2 separate regions of the Sus scrofa genome follow, and region 1 is linked to region 2. Evidence: chromatin contacts called from public HiChIP or PLAC-seq data. All regions are on one chromosome and are shown on one strand. Each heading gives the region's core, a stretch centred on a gene start, on an enhancer-like site or on the middle of the called end of the contact. The rest is flanking DNA. Distances are from core to core; before and after follow the strand shown.

The links. HiChIP or PLAC-seq counts read pairs in DNA pulled down with a chosen protein or histone mark.
Region 1: an H3K27ac HiChIP or PLAC-seq map of alveolar macrophages shows a contact between it and region 2. The contact joins two enhancer-like sites. A contact is called at or near these places in 1 of 47 Hi-C or Micro-C datasets (epiblast stem cells) and 1 of 2 datasets of contacts at active chromatin or transcription factors (alveolar macrophages).

What each region holds. Positions count from the first base shown.
Region 1 is chr13:51,192,931-51,199,143 of Sscrofa11.1, reverse strand. It overlaps a transcript of MITF not described here. Among named protein-coding and RNA genes, the nearest start is that of MITF, 190 kb to the left of the region's middle. Within about 2 kb of position 1,698, at least 5 of the 83 cell types and tissues checked have an H3K27ac peak or open chromatin away from gene starts, as enhancers often do. A contact at or near this core is called in alveolar macrophages, where this site is marked.
Region 2 is chr13:50,630,142-50,636,936 of Sscrofa11.1, reverse strand. All of the region lies in intron 12 of FRMD4B (FERM domain-containing protein 4B), which reads left to right. Among named protein-coding and RNA genes, the nearest start is that of LMOD3, 79 kb to the right of the region's middle. Within about 2 kb of position 5,491, at least 8 of the 83 cell types and tissues checked have an H3K27ac peak or open chromatin away from gene starts, as enhancers often do. A contact at or near this core is called in alveolar macrophages, where this site is marked.

The sequences.
Region 1 (6,213 bases), core at 449-2,948, 570 kb before region 2:
CAGGAGGGTAAGCTTTGAAGTCAGTCATCTGATTAAGTCTTGGTTCCACTCTTATTTGAATGACTTCAGGCAACTTTATTACAATGGCATAGCCTCAGTTTTGCTATCTATAAAATGGGATCCCACCTACCTCATATAATCAAACTAGCATTTGAAATATAGCTAGTATTTGTCTCAATATATTGGTCATTAAACTAGATCCAAATTATTCATTCCTTCTGCTTCAGGTTCTTGACTTTTCTAATAAAGGAAAAATCTGGAGAAAAAAAAAAATCACATAGGTATCTTCCTTATCCCAGGACTAAGACAGATGAACACACACACACAGACACATGCATGCACACACACAAGCTAAAGTCATTCCTCTAATGATACACAAGAATACATTATGAAAATGCAAAAGGTAGGCTACAGATGCAAGGTAGAACAAGATGCAATCTTCGATACTTAAACCCCACTGTTCTACAATTTTTATTACTTTATTTATTACTATATTTATTTATTTATTTATTTATTTTGTCTTTTTAGGGCCGCAGCAGAGGCATATGGAGGTTCTCAGGCCAGGGGTTCCAAGAGGAGCTATAGTCGCCAGCCTATGCCAGAACCACAGCAACTCGGGATCCAAGCCATGTCTGCGAACTACACCACAGCTCAAGGCAACACCCAGATCCTTTACCCACTGAGCGAGGCCAGGGATCAAACCTACATCTTCATGGTTCATTAACCACTAAGCCACAACGGGAACTCCAATTTTTATTACTTTAGCCCCAGTAGGTTTGTTTCCAAAACACAGAAAAGATTAAAGCACTAATACAAGACACAGCCTGTGGTAAGGATTTTGAAAATCCTAGGTGCTGCTGTTATTGTTGCTGTTTGTGTTTCTTTGTTGTTATTACATTGTGTGACCTCTCTGCTATGCCCCTCAAAACTGCTGGGCCTACTGAAAACAACTCTTTCCTTCCATCCTTCCTAAAAGAATTCCAAGCACTCCCAACAAGTACTCAATTAATGTTTACAATGACTATACTTATAATTATAATATGCTAATTTTCAATACACTGAGAAGTCAAAAGCATCACCTTTATCTTCGAGGCCATGAGTAAGCTGGGCTTGTGACTTTAAAAACTTCCTACACCAGAATTTCTAAGCCATTTCATTGCTTCCTACTGGATTCATCAGCAATGGTCCCCACAATTTCTTTCTTTTTTTTTTTTTTAGGGCCACACCCTCAGCATATGGAGGTTCCCAGACAAGGTGTAGAATCAGAGCTACAGCTGCCAGGCCACACCACAGTCACAGCAACACCAAATCAGAGCCATGTCTGCAACCTATACCACAGCTCACCGCAACACCAGATCCTTAACCCACTGAGCGAGGCCAGGGATCAAACCTGCATCCTCATGGATGCTAATCAGATTTGTTTCTGCTGAGTCATGAAGGTAACTCCTTTTTCATTTTTCCCACAATTTCTCTGTGCTTTTTTTCCAAGTCCCCATTCTCACTCCCCACCATCTAAAGAACAGTAGTAATTACATCAAAATGAAGAGTAAAATATCAGAAGAGTTGATTTAATCAGAATGTTGATTAAAGATCTGGAAGTGAGGAGCCATTTTCATTGGCAAATAAACTGGTAAAATTGGAAGATCAGATGCCTGGGAAAACTTGATTACTGTAACATCCTGTTACTCCACCACAATGCTGGAGCAGACAGTGTTTGAACATGTCTTCCCCACTAAGCATGTGTTTTTTAGCTCAGAGAAAGAACTGCCAGAGAAAGACAGGTGCTAGGAAATAATTTTTAATACAATTCACCATCCTTATTCATGGATTTCCTATTTCTGAGTTTACCTATTGCTAAAATGTATTTGTAACTCCAAAATTGATATCTGCAGCATTTTTACAGTCATTTGTGGATAGAGAAGTGAGAAATCTGAGTCATCCACAACATGCATTCCCAAAGGAGGTTAAGAAAGGCGACTCTCTGCCTCTTTGTGTCAGCTCTCACATGGTAAAAAGTGTCCTTGGAGGGGTCTATCTAGTGCTAAGCTTTCAGCATCTGTGTATTTTTTCTTCATTACTTTACTGATTCCCCCAAGCCTACCTAATGCTAAAAAGTACTGTCTGAAAAAAATTAAAAAATTTAAAAAGAAAATGTACTGTCTGGTGTTACGAAACATGAGATGGCTAGGAGGTGCCTTAAGGAGAAAACACAGGTGGTAGATAAGCTTCCTTCAGACATGACTTAACAGTGCTGTGGCCCTAAGTTCAATGTTAATGAATCAATAATTATAAAATAAAGTGTCTTTATCAGAAACATAAAGCAAGGTTATGTTTCAAGCAGTTGACAAACATGCTGTGACCACAGGCTTGCAGGAACCTAACCCTGTATTCCTAGGAATGATGGTTCAGTATTCCCAAACTATGTGTTCATTCTGAGTCTATAGAACAGAAGTACAAGAACTGACTACCTGTTGATTTCCTCTCTTAATGCCAACGGTAGGAACAACAATTAGTGCCCCCACTAACTTCATGTACTGAGCATTTTACAGTCACCAAGCATGTGACACATGATCTTTTTTCATCCCCCATATTTTAGATGAGAAAACTGGGTTCAAGAAACCTTAACAATGGCTCACAGCTAATAAGAAAAAAAGTCAAGATATTTTCTAAAATACTTTTTTCTAAGAGTTTAACAGAGTTCCCCAAAGTTAAGGACCCCTTCTTGCACACCAGAAATACTTTATTCATTTCAGTCCTTCTTTATTCAATAAATATTTATAGACATTTAGTATACTGCTTCCCAGAGATTTCCAGGGAACTAAGAACTTTCCAGTTCCCATAGCGCCTCTTTCAAGTGAGGACTGAGAGACAGTAAAATTAATATTGCCTATCAACCTATTAATAGCTAGAAGATGCTTGAGTTCTTAAAATACACATCATTTTTTAAATAAAGTCTTCAAACAAGGTGAAAGCTAAAGGCTACTTTTAGTGAATACCTATTTAAAATATATTTCTCATGGAGTTCTCGTTGTGGCTCAGCGGAAAGGAATTTGACTAGTATCCATGAGGATGCGGTTCCATCCCTGGCCTTGCTCAACAGGTTAAGGATCTGGCATTGTCGTGAGTTTTGCTGTAGGCTGCAGACGCAGCTTGGATCTGGCACAGCTGTGGCTGTGGTGTAGTCCAGTGGCTATAGCTCTGATTTGACCCCTAGCCTGGGAAACTCCGTATGCCATGGGTGTGGCCCTAAAAAGACAAAATTAAATTAAATTAAAATATATTTATCATTTATACATGATTTCTTTTATATATGATCTCACTTATATGTAGAATCTTTAAAGAAGGAGTGAGTTCATACATATAGAAAACAGAATGGTCACTGCCAGAAGCTGGAGTGGGGAGCAGGTGGGCAGAAACGGTGAAAGTGGTCACAGGGTAAAAAAAGTCCAGTTATAAGAGAAATACATGAGGGGAATGTCATGTACATCATGATGACTATTGTGAACAACACCGTATTGCAATAAGCAGCAAGGATCTACTGTGTAGCACATGGAATTGTAGCCATTATCTTTTAATAACTTTTAATGGATATCATCTGTAAATAAACTGACTCAGAATGCTGTACACTTGAAATTAAGAGAATACTGTAAGTCAACCATACGACTGAAAAAAACAAATTTTTTCATAAACATCAAAACAAAAAATATTGTATATTGGCTAGAGAAGAATAAATTGCTGAGAATAAATCTTAAAAGTTCTCATCACAAGAAAAAATGTGTAACTACGTACAGTGACAGATATTAACCAGACTTTTTTTTTTTTCCTTTTTTAGGGTGGCACCCATGGCATATGGAGGTTCCCAGGCTAGGGGTCAAATCAGAGCTACAGCTGCTGGCCTACGCCACAGCCACGCAGGATCTGAGCCACATCTGCAACCTACACCACAGCTCATGGCAATGCTGGATCCTTAACCCACTGAGCAAAGCCAGGGATGGAACCTGCATCCTCATGGATACTAGTCCTGTTCATTATTACTGAGCCACAACAGGAATGCCTTAACTAGACTTATTATGGTGATCATTTCTCAATGTACATGAATATTGAATCATTACAGTGAAAACCTGAAGCCAGTATGTTCTAAGTCAATTACATCTCAATTTAATTATTTTATACTGGTTACATTTTGACTTGGTAATATTTTGGGTAGACTGGATTAAATAACTAATGCAATGAATAAATAAATCAAATATATATATATGTATATTTGTGTGTGTGTGTGTATACATATATATACTTTTTTTTTTTTTTTTTTTTTTTTGCTTTTAGGGCTGCACATGCAGCATAAGGAAGTTTCCAAGCTGGGAGTCAAACTGGAGCTGTGGCTGCTTATGTATGTAAGAGCCATAGCAACTCAGGATCCAAGACATGTCTGCAACTTACACCACAGCTCATGGCAACACTGGATCCTTAACCCACTGGGCAGGCCCAGGGATCAAACCCATATCTTCATGGATACTTGTCGAGTTCATTACCACTGAGCCACAGTGGGAACTCCTCAAATACATTTCTTTCACGGGGTGACTGATGTGACCAAAAAGCAGGCTTTTTTCTTCCCCCCAGAAAGAGTCCCTCAGGCCCCTGATGATCCAGTCTGGGTTCCATGCCAACCATCTGCAGCCACTCATCTGCCAAAAGCAACAGCCCTTAAGGCTTATCCTTTTTATTCATCATTATCTCTGGACTACACAGTAGACTCAATATTTACTGAATAACACCTCATGGGCAAGGAAAATATGCCTGAAGGTCTTGCAAATAATTCCCAAACCACGACTCTGAGAAGAAGAGAGTCAGCTAAGAAGAGTCAGATCTCTTGATGTCCATTTGTTGAGACACTCAAGAAATAAATCTCCTCTGAAATCTCCACAGGCTTCCCTGTCCATTCCCTTTCCCTCTAGTGATGGGTTTCTTCATTCTCAACTACAGCCTACACAGCTGATCCATCCTGCTCTCACCAAGACGCAGAGCTCAGAAGCCCACCAGACTGGGTGGTTCCTAACCATCCTTCCCGGGCCTCATCCTGTCCTATGCTCATGAATTCCCGGAGCACACTGGCTCTCACCCTAAAGCATCTAACTATACATCTTTCACTTCTGTATATGTGGGGGTGGGGGGTGGGTGTATGTATGTGTGTGTGTGTTTTAATAACATGGAAAGAAAGAAACTGTCCTTATGCCTGTTTCTTTATAAAACTCAGGAAAGCAACTGTTTAGCCAAGAATGAAATTTCAGTTAGTCAGAACAATACCATGAAAAGGCTGCAAATAATCTGAAAATCCTATATGTGTTTGTATTAATATATATACGTACAGTTTCTGATAGAAGGTGTCTCCCATGGAGTCCCTGTCATGGCTTAGTGAAAACAATCTGACTAGCATCCCTGAGGATGCAGGTTCGCTCTCTGGCCTCATTCAGTAGGTTAAGTATCCAGTGTGCCATGAGCGGTGGTGTAGGTCACAGGTGTGGCTTGGATGTGGTGTTGCTATGGTTGTGGCGTAGGCTGGCGGCTAACACTCCAATTCGACCCCTAGCCTGGGAACCTCCGTGTGCTACAGGTTCAGCCATAAAAAAGACAAAAGACACACATACACACAAAAGATATATCCCATTAATTGGTAATCAAATGAGTTCCTTCCCTCTGCCCACAACAACTGAGAGGTGCGGGAAGTGATCCAGAAGACTGCTGGGCAACAACCAAGTGTAAGTCCAGGTTTGAAAACTCACAACACATTTGCACACATGTGAGAACTAACTAGGTGGTTGGTGGTTTTAAGCTATGAAGAGTCAAATTTTTATTGATGTACTTAAAAGTGACAAGGCAATGGTAGAGTCAGCAGCACCTGCACAGACAACCACTTCATTTATTCTTATGTAAACCCCTAAATCCTAATGGCAGTAGCACCTGAGCACAGCAGCAAGCAGAGAGCAACAGGGATGCACGTGCAGGAGCAGGTATAGCGGGAATCGGACCACTAGCCGCAGCCACAGCATCTACTAGGCCCTCCCTCTGGGCAGAAGCCTCATTACCTCACTGAATCTTCACAGTCAGCCAATGAGGCAGGCACACTCTTTACCCAGGTAACATGTCTAAGTTGTGACTGATGATGCACCCACTTATGTGTGCAATTTAATAGGAACTTTTCTCCTGAGAAGGTGG
Region 2 (6,795 bases), core at 4,242-6,741:
GAATTGGTTGGGCATTGGTGATTCTCTGTTTCCATCTCACCACTGGTAGGCAGATGCAAAGAAGCAAAGGCAAAGCATTCTTTTTTTTTTTTTTTTTTTTTTTTTTTTTTTTTTTGTCTTTCTGCTATTTCTTTGGGCCGCTCCTGCGGCATATGGAGGTTCCCAGGCTAGGAGTCCAATCGGAGCTGTAGCCCCCGGCCTACACCACAGCTCCCAGCAACGCCGGATCGTTAACCCACTGAGCAAGGGCAGGGACCGAACCCACAACCTCATGGTTCCTAGTTGGATTCGTTAACCACTGCGCCACGACGGGAACTCCCAAAGCATTCTTATTATTCATAAAGTCACCAAGTCTAATTGCAAAGGAGGCTGGGAAGTATATCCTCAAGATGGGTGGTCATGGAAAGCTGTTCACTCAAAGTGTTCTGTTACTTAAAGGAAGAAGGAAAAAATAGATCCTGTGCATGATAAGTAGTTTCTGTCACCCTCTGTTTGTTTCCTTCAAAGCCTTTCAAGGGGATGGTTAATGAGGAACAAATAAGTAAGCAAAGAATGAAGACATAATTAGAAATTGTCAGTAGTCCCTGATGGAAACAAATTAGAGGGACAGTAATGGGACAGCTGAGGACGTTCAGTGGGATCAAGGAAGACCTCTGAGAAAGTGATATTTAAGCTGACACCTGAAGGGTGAGAAGGAGCCAGAATTGCAAAGAATGGATTGGCAAGTTCTAGATGGAGAACAGTGTATACTTATGGGCAGGAGATGGGCACGTTACAAAAACTGAGATAGCATTACAACCAGAGCTTAAAGAGTAAGCATGCTCTGGAGTTTCAGTTGTGGCACAGTGGGTTAAGGACTCAGTGTTGCTACAACTGTGGCATAGGTCGAAGCTGCAGTTCAGATTTAGTCCCTGGCCCAGGAACTTCCATATATACCATTGGTGCGCGCGCGCGCACACACACACACACACACACACACACACACACACACACACAGTAAGCTTATTCCCTGCAGATACTGAAGGAGATGGTTGAAGCAAAGGAAATGGCCACTAGACAGGCAAAGTCATTAGATTTATTTAATCTATTGCTTTGTGTTTCTAGGCATTTACCAAATGGCTGCATTGTTGTTAGTACACATAGAAAAATGGAAGCTCACTCTTTAGTAGAATCGACTAGTCCAAATGCAGAGAGAACAGTTAGTACATAAAGCATTGTAAAAATTTTTTCTATGATGGGGTATAAACTAAAGTTTTCTTTAATCAGTACTTAAGACCAATGATTGGTTTAGCTTTTATTTATCCTTCAGAAACAAATTTTGAACAAAATGCAAGGTACCCTTTTTTATATCTCCCCCAACAAATTTTTTGAGCCCATTGTGTGTACAAGGGCCCTGAGCCGATACTTATATTCTTTATCTGATTTAAAGAAAGAGCCAAATCTCTGCCATCAAGGACCTGACAGTCCATCTGGAAAGAGAACATTAGAGTCAGTATTAGAGATTTTTATTGAAAATATTTAATAAGCAGATGAGGCACTAGCCTGTGGGAAGGGATGTCAGCTGTAAACACCCAGAAGAACCACGTAGGTGTCTCTGAGCCCTGGTCAGCCTTCGTTGTTCCAGACACAGTGAGGGCTCTAAGGCAAGGAATCAGAAGTCATCAGATCAGCCCTTCGAGGCTAGAGACTTCCACAGAGGAAATTTACATGAGATGACATCCTCTTAGATGGTCAGATTTTCATAGTATGCATTTTCTGACACCCAGAACATCTTCGTCCAAACATTTCCAAAAATGTTCCACTCATTGAGACCTGATACTCTATGTGTGGAAGATTATGACATCATATCTGAAAAAGGAGTTTTCACTCCCTGAGTGTGTACCATTGGGTATATTGTGAAATTTTAGTTCGGCACACCAAGCACTGTGAACGTGGCCTCTTGTTGTCTGATGGGTTGTTCTAAGTCCCGCTGGGAGGTAGTATTTGCATTTGGAAAACAATCCAAACAACCATTTGTTCCTGAAGGCCTCACCTTGTTGAGAAAAAGAGAACTCCAAAATTCATTATTTTATAGGATAATTTTTATCTTCTTCATCAGTACACTCCAGGTACCATAGCATAGTTGCATCACCAAAAATTATCCTCTGAGTCAGATTTCTCAGTCTCTACTCTATCAATGTTTTGGGCCAGATCATTCTGTCCTGACATGGTCTGATATTCGACAATCTCCCGGGCCTCTAACCACAAGATGCTAGTAGCTCCTCGCCTCCGGTGAGATAACCACAAATAGCTCCAGACATGGCCACATGTTCCGGTAGTTGTGGGTATGAGTTGAGAAGTGAAGCAGAATAATCAGTGGTTGAGAACCAGTAGTCTAAGTTAAAATTTGACAGACTCACAGTCCTTTTTTTGCAAAAGACTGCCGTAATTGCTGCTGTTTTTTCCTAGGAGGTAGAGCTGGGAACTACTCCTTTTTTTCCCCCTTTCCTTTTTAATTTATTATTATTATTATTATTTTTTATGGCCATACCTGTGGCATATGGAGGTTCCCAGGCTAGGGGACTAATCAGAGTAACAGCTTATGCCACAGCCACAGCAATGCAGGGTCCGAGCCTGCAATCTACACCACAGCGCACTACAATGCCAGATCCTTAACCCACTGAGCAAGGCCAAGGATCGATCCTGCAACCTCGTGGTTCCTAGTCAGATTCATTTCCACTGGGGTCACAACGGGAACTCCTCCCTTTTCCTTTTATTAGATAACATCATGAATCTCCGTAGAAGATTCTCCCCAGATGAGAAAGGCAGGATAGTGTGCTATACTTAGGCACTGAGGGGTTTGGATCCATGATTGTGCTCAGGCGTGGATCCCAAATCTGTACCTTTAGCTTTGTGACCTTGGCCAGTTTACTTAAACCTCTCTGAGCCTTAGCTTTATCTTCCGTGAAATGGGGCTAAGTAGCACTTCCCCATAAGGTTGTTGGAGACTTGTTCAGAGTCACATAAATATGTGATGGGTTGAAGGATGGCTGGCTGGATAGAAGGGAGGTCAATTTGGCTGTCTCAAAGCTCATAATCCTGCAAAATTCTAATTTTCTGGTACTCCAGAGGGCAAAACAGAGCTGCTAGCTGAATCATGGATACTGATAGTATATTTATCATGTGTAACTTTTTTGAAATGAAAAAAAAAAAGACTGAATCAAAAATATGGTAATTTATGGGAGTTCCCGTCGTGGCACAGTGGTTAACGAATCTGACTAGGAACCATGAGGTTGCGGGTTCGATCCTTGCCCTTGCTCAGTGGGTTAAGGATCTGGCATTGCCATGAGCTGAGGTGTGGGTTGCAGATGCAGCTCGGATCCCGCGTTGCTGTGGCTCTGACATAGGCCGGTAGCTGCGGCTCCGATTGGACCCCTAGCTTGGGAACCTCCATATGCCACAGGAAGCGGCCCTAGAAAAGGCAAAAAGACAAAAAAAAAAAAAAAAAAATGGTGATTTTGTTTTGCTTCGCATTATAGCAGGGAATCACCCTATGTGAGTCATTATTTGATGTACAGTCATATACTACAGCTGGGACTATCCTAAATTTAGTCATTTCCAGGTGAATTTGCAGTTAAATGATTAACCTGTATTATAAGTGCTATTTAAAAAAAAACCAACCAAGCTTTTAATGACGTCTTTCCTGTCCTCACCTCATGTGAAACTTTCGGGTGCTGTCTACAAGATTCAAAAAGACAGTTGGATGCGTTCTGTCTGAGACTTTTCCTCATCTCTCATTACCCCAAATATGCCCCTTGCTGGTGGCAGGTGAACATTTCTCAGAATTTGTGTACATGCTGTGGCAAGTCTCTTTTTTTCTGAGTATTCCACACAGGTGGGAGCTTGCTAGCTTGCTGCCATGCGTTTCCCAGCAGATGTGCCTTTGACCCATCTGTCTGCCCCTCCTCTGTGACCTCTGTGATACTAGAGCAGAAAATAGATTTCCTACCTAGAGGGTTTATCAGGAAACTACCAATGAAATAAACAGAGATAGAGCAGTTTTTACAGAGGGCAAAGCTCGTAGAATTGGAAACCTGAGAGTCACGGATGTGTCATCAGGGTAACTTGGCCCTTTCTCATCAGTGGAAAGACAGATGTGGGATCCAGACAGCCATTTCTAGTTCTCTTTCTGCTGTTAAGTGGCTCTCCTCCATCTTTAGAAAAGATAGGCACTTCTCCATCTTCAGAAGAGATAATAAGAGAATTGGACTCAGAGTCCTTCATGACAGATCTGACTAGCTTTATCACTTACTGAGCATAGATTCTGAGCCAGGCACTGGGCTAAGTGCTTTGTAAACATAATCTCACTAAACCCTTCCAACAACCCTCTGAGAAAGGCTTTGTTGGTCCCATTTCACAGATGAGGAAACTGAGACCTAGGAAAGTTAAGCAGCTTGCCAAATAAAACAGATGTGTTGAAATCAGGATGGAAATGTCCAATGGGGTCCAGTGAGTAGGTAAGCACCATGAGGCAGGGGACCTGTCCATTATTTGCCAACTACATCAGGACCTCTCACGAAGAAGGTGGACAAGAAGTATTTGCTAACTGAAGAGGAATGATGAAAAGACTCCAAGAGCTACTTAAATATGTGACATTTGGTTTCCTAAAAGTCCCTCTTCTTTTCCTTATAGTCCTTTTTTCTAAAGTTTGGCAGTGGCCTTGGATTTTTAGGAACCAGTGTGATTGTAGGATAGGCATGGGAAGGAGGTGATTTCTTGTATTTAAGTCTGTAATAGTGGGTGGGGTCTAAATATTGATTATAGGTTTCAACAAAGTGGCTTAACTATTCAAGCCATGCATCTCATTAAATAGAGTGTAATAACATGGCTCTTATTCTAACTTTACATCAAAGGATAAAGGGACTAGATTCTGATTATGGTATTTTATACAAGTTGGCTTTTAAGATAGATTTTGATTCCACTTTGATTTTGTCAGTTTTTAAATTTTTGATACTAAAAAAAACTTTGATCAAAGTATAGTTTTTTTGTTGTTGTTTTTTGCTTTTTAGGTCTGTATCCAAGACACACGGAAGTTCCCAGGCTAGGGGTCGAATCAGAGCTGCACTGCCAGCCTACACCACAGCCACAGCATCGAAGGATCCAAGCCCAGTCTTCACTTACACCCCAGCTCATGACAGCTCCGGAACCCACATCCTCATGGATATTAGTCAGATTCATTTCTGCTGGCCACAGTGGGAACTCCTGAAATATAGTTGACTTACAATGTCACACTTTTCTTAAGACAAGTTGATTTGTAACCTAAAGATACATTTTCTTCCTGTCGTAGTATTTTTATTATTATCTTTTTGTTACTATCACTGTTCAGATTGCTCCTCTTTGACTTTTTTATCTCTCTGTTTATTTATTTTGCAATCTCAAACTTAATCCCAGCTGTTGTTTCATCGGTTGCTATCTACTTCCTTCTTTTGATGCTAAAAGGCACAATTAATCATTCTAGATGAGCATAGAGTAGAAAGAAGTCTGGAAGACCTACCTAATTCATAGTTTTATTGTCACCAGGCAAGTATTTCCTTTTGTCACAAACACTGTGAATTATAAACACAATTTCAAACTCATTGCTACTAGTGAGTGCCACATAAACAACAATAGATATCAATTAATAATTGTTATTATGCTTATTTAATGATCACTTTGGATCACAGTTTCATACTCTTAACTGTTTGCAGGCAAAGCTCCACCCCACCCCACCCCCCAACTAAATCTCCAACAATGGGAATGGGCCTGGGCAAAAATTTTTTCTGTTTTAATATGAAAGTTACAAATGTTGTTTATAGAAACACATGCATATAATACAATATATATAATAGTTTTGTTCTGTCCTATAAGACATCGTACCCTATAATAGTCCTACTCTCTATTATGGGCACCTGTTTTCTCCAAACAATGGAAAATAGAAAGCCTCCTCTTCTCCTTCTACCTTCCTCTGAACTTTGATCTTTCCTCTTAAGTGGTTTCTTGCAGCTGTTCTTCTTTCAGGAGGTTTAGAGTATTCCTTATATATGTCAGGCCATTTCTCTAAATAGATGCCCCCAAGAAGTCAGATCAGCCTGATGGATATTTCTTTGACAATTTCCTCTTATCTGTCCATTGGTCCAAAATCTCAAGCAATTTTGCTGTGGGGGGTGGAGGGGGGGTGTTACTTACCCGAATGAAAACTGGTTAGTTACCTGCTGTGTGCCAGGCACTGTCCTAGGCAGATTGCATGAAGAAAGGAATCCACTTCATCTCCTCTCCATTGCTAGCTTCAGAGCCTCATCCTGGCTCTCTGAGAACAAGAACTCCAATATCAGAGTTCCCCGACATGGTGCAGCAGAAACAAATCCGACTAGGAACCATGAGGTTGCGGGTACGATCCCTGGCCTCGCTCAGTGTGCTAAGGCTCCAACGTTGCCGTGAGCTGTGGTGTAGGTCAAAGATGCAGCTCACATCCTGTGTGCTATGACTGTGGCGTAGGCTTGGTAGCTGTAGCTCCAATTCTACCCTTAGCCTGGGAACCTCTGTGGGTGCGGCCCTAAAAAGCAAAAAAAAAGAACTCCAAGATCATTGAGAAGCACAGTAGAAGGATGATTTTAGAAATTTAAAAAAAGAAAGACTACCTGCCAACTAGTTCCAGTGCCACTGCAATTGTGTTTTCCTATCAACTTCATACCTTGATAATAATCACAGTAGTGACAGATTTCTAAAATAGAAGCTCCCCAAATGGTTAGGAAGTGGAAATCTCACTCTAGTATGGTA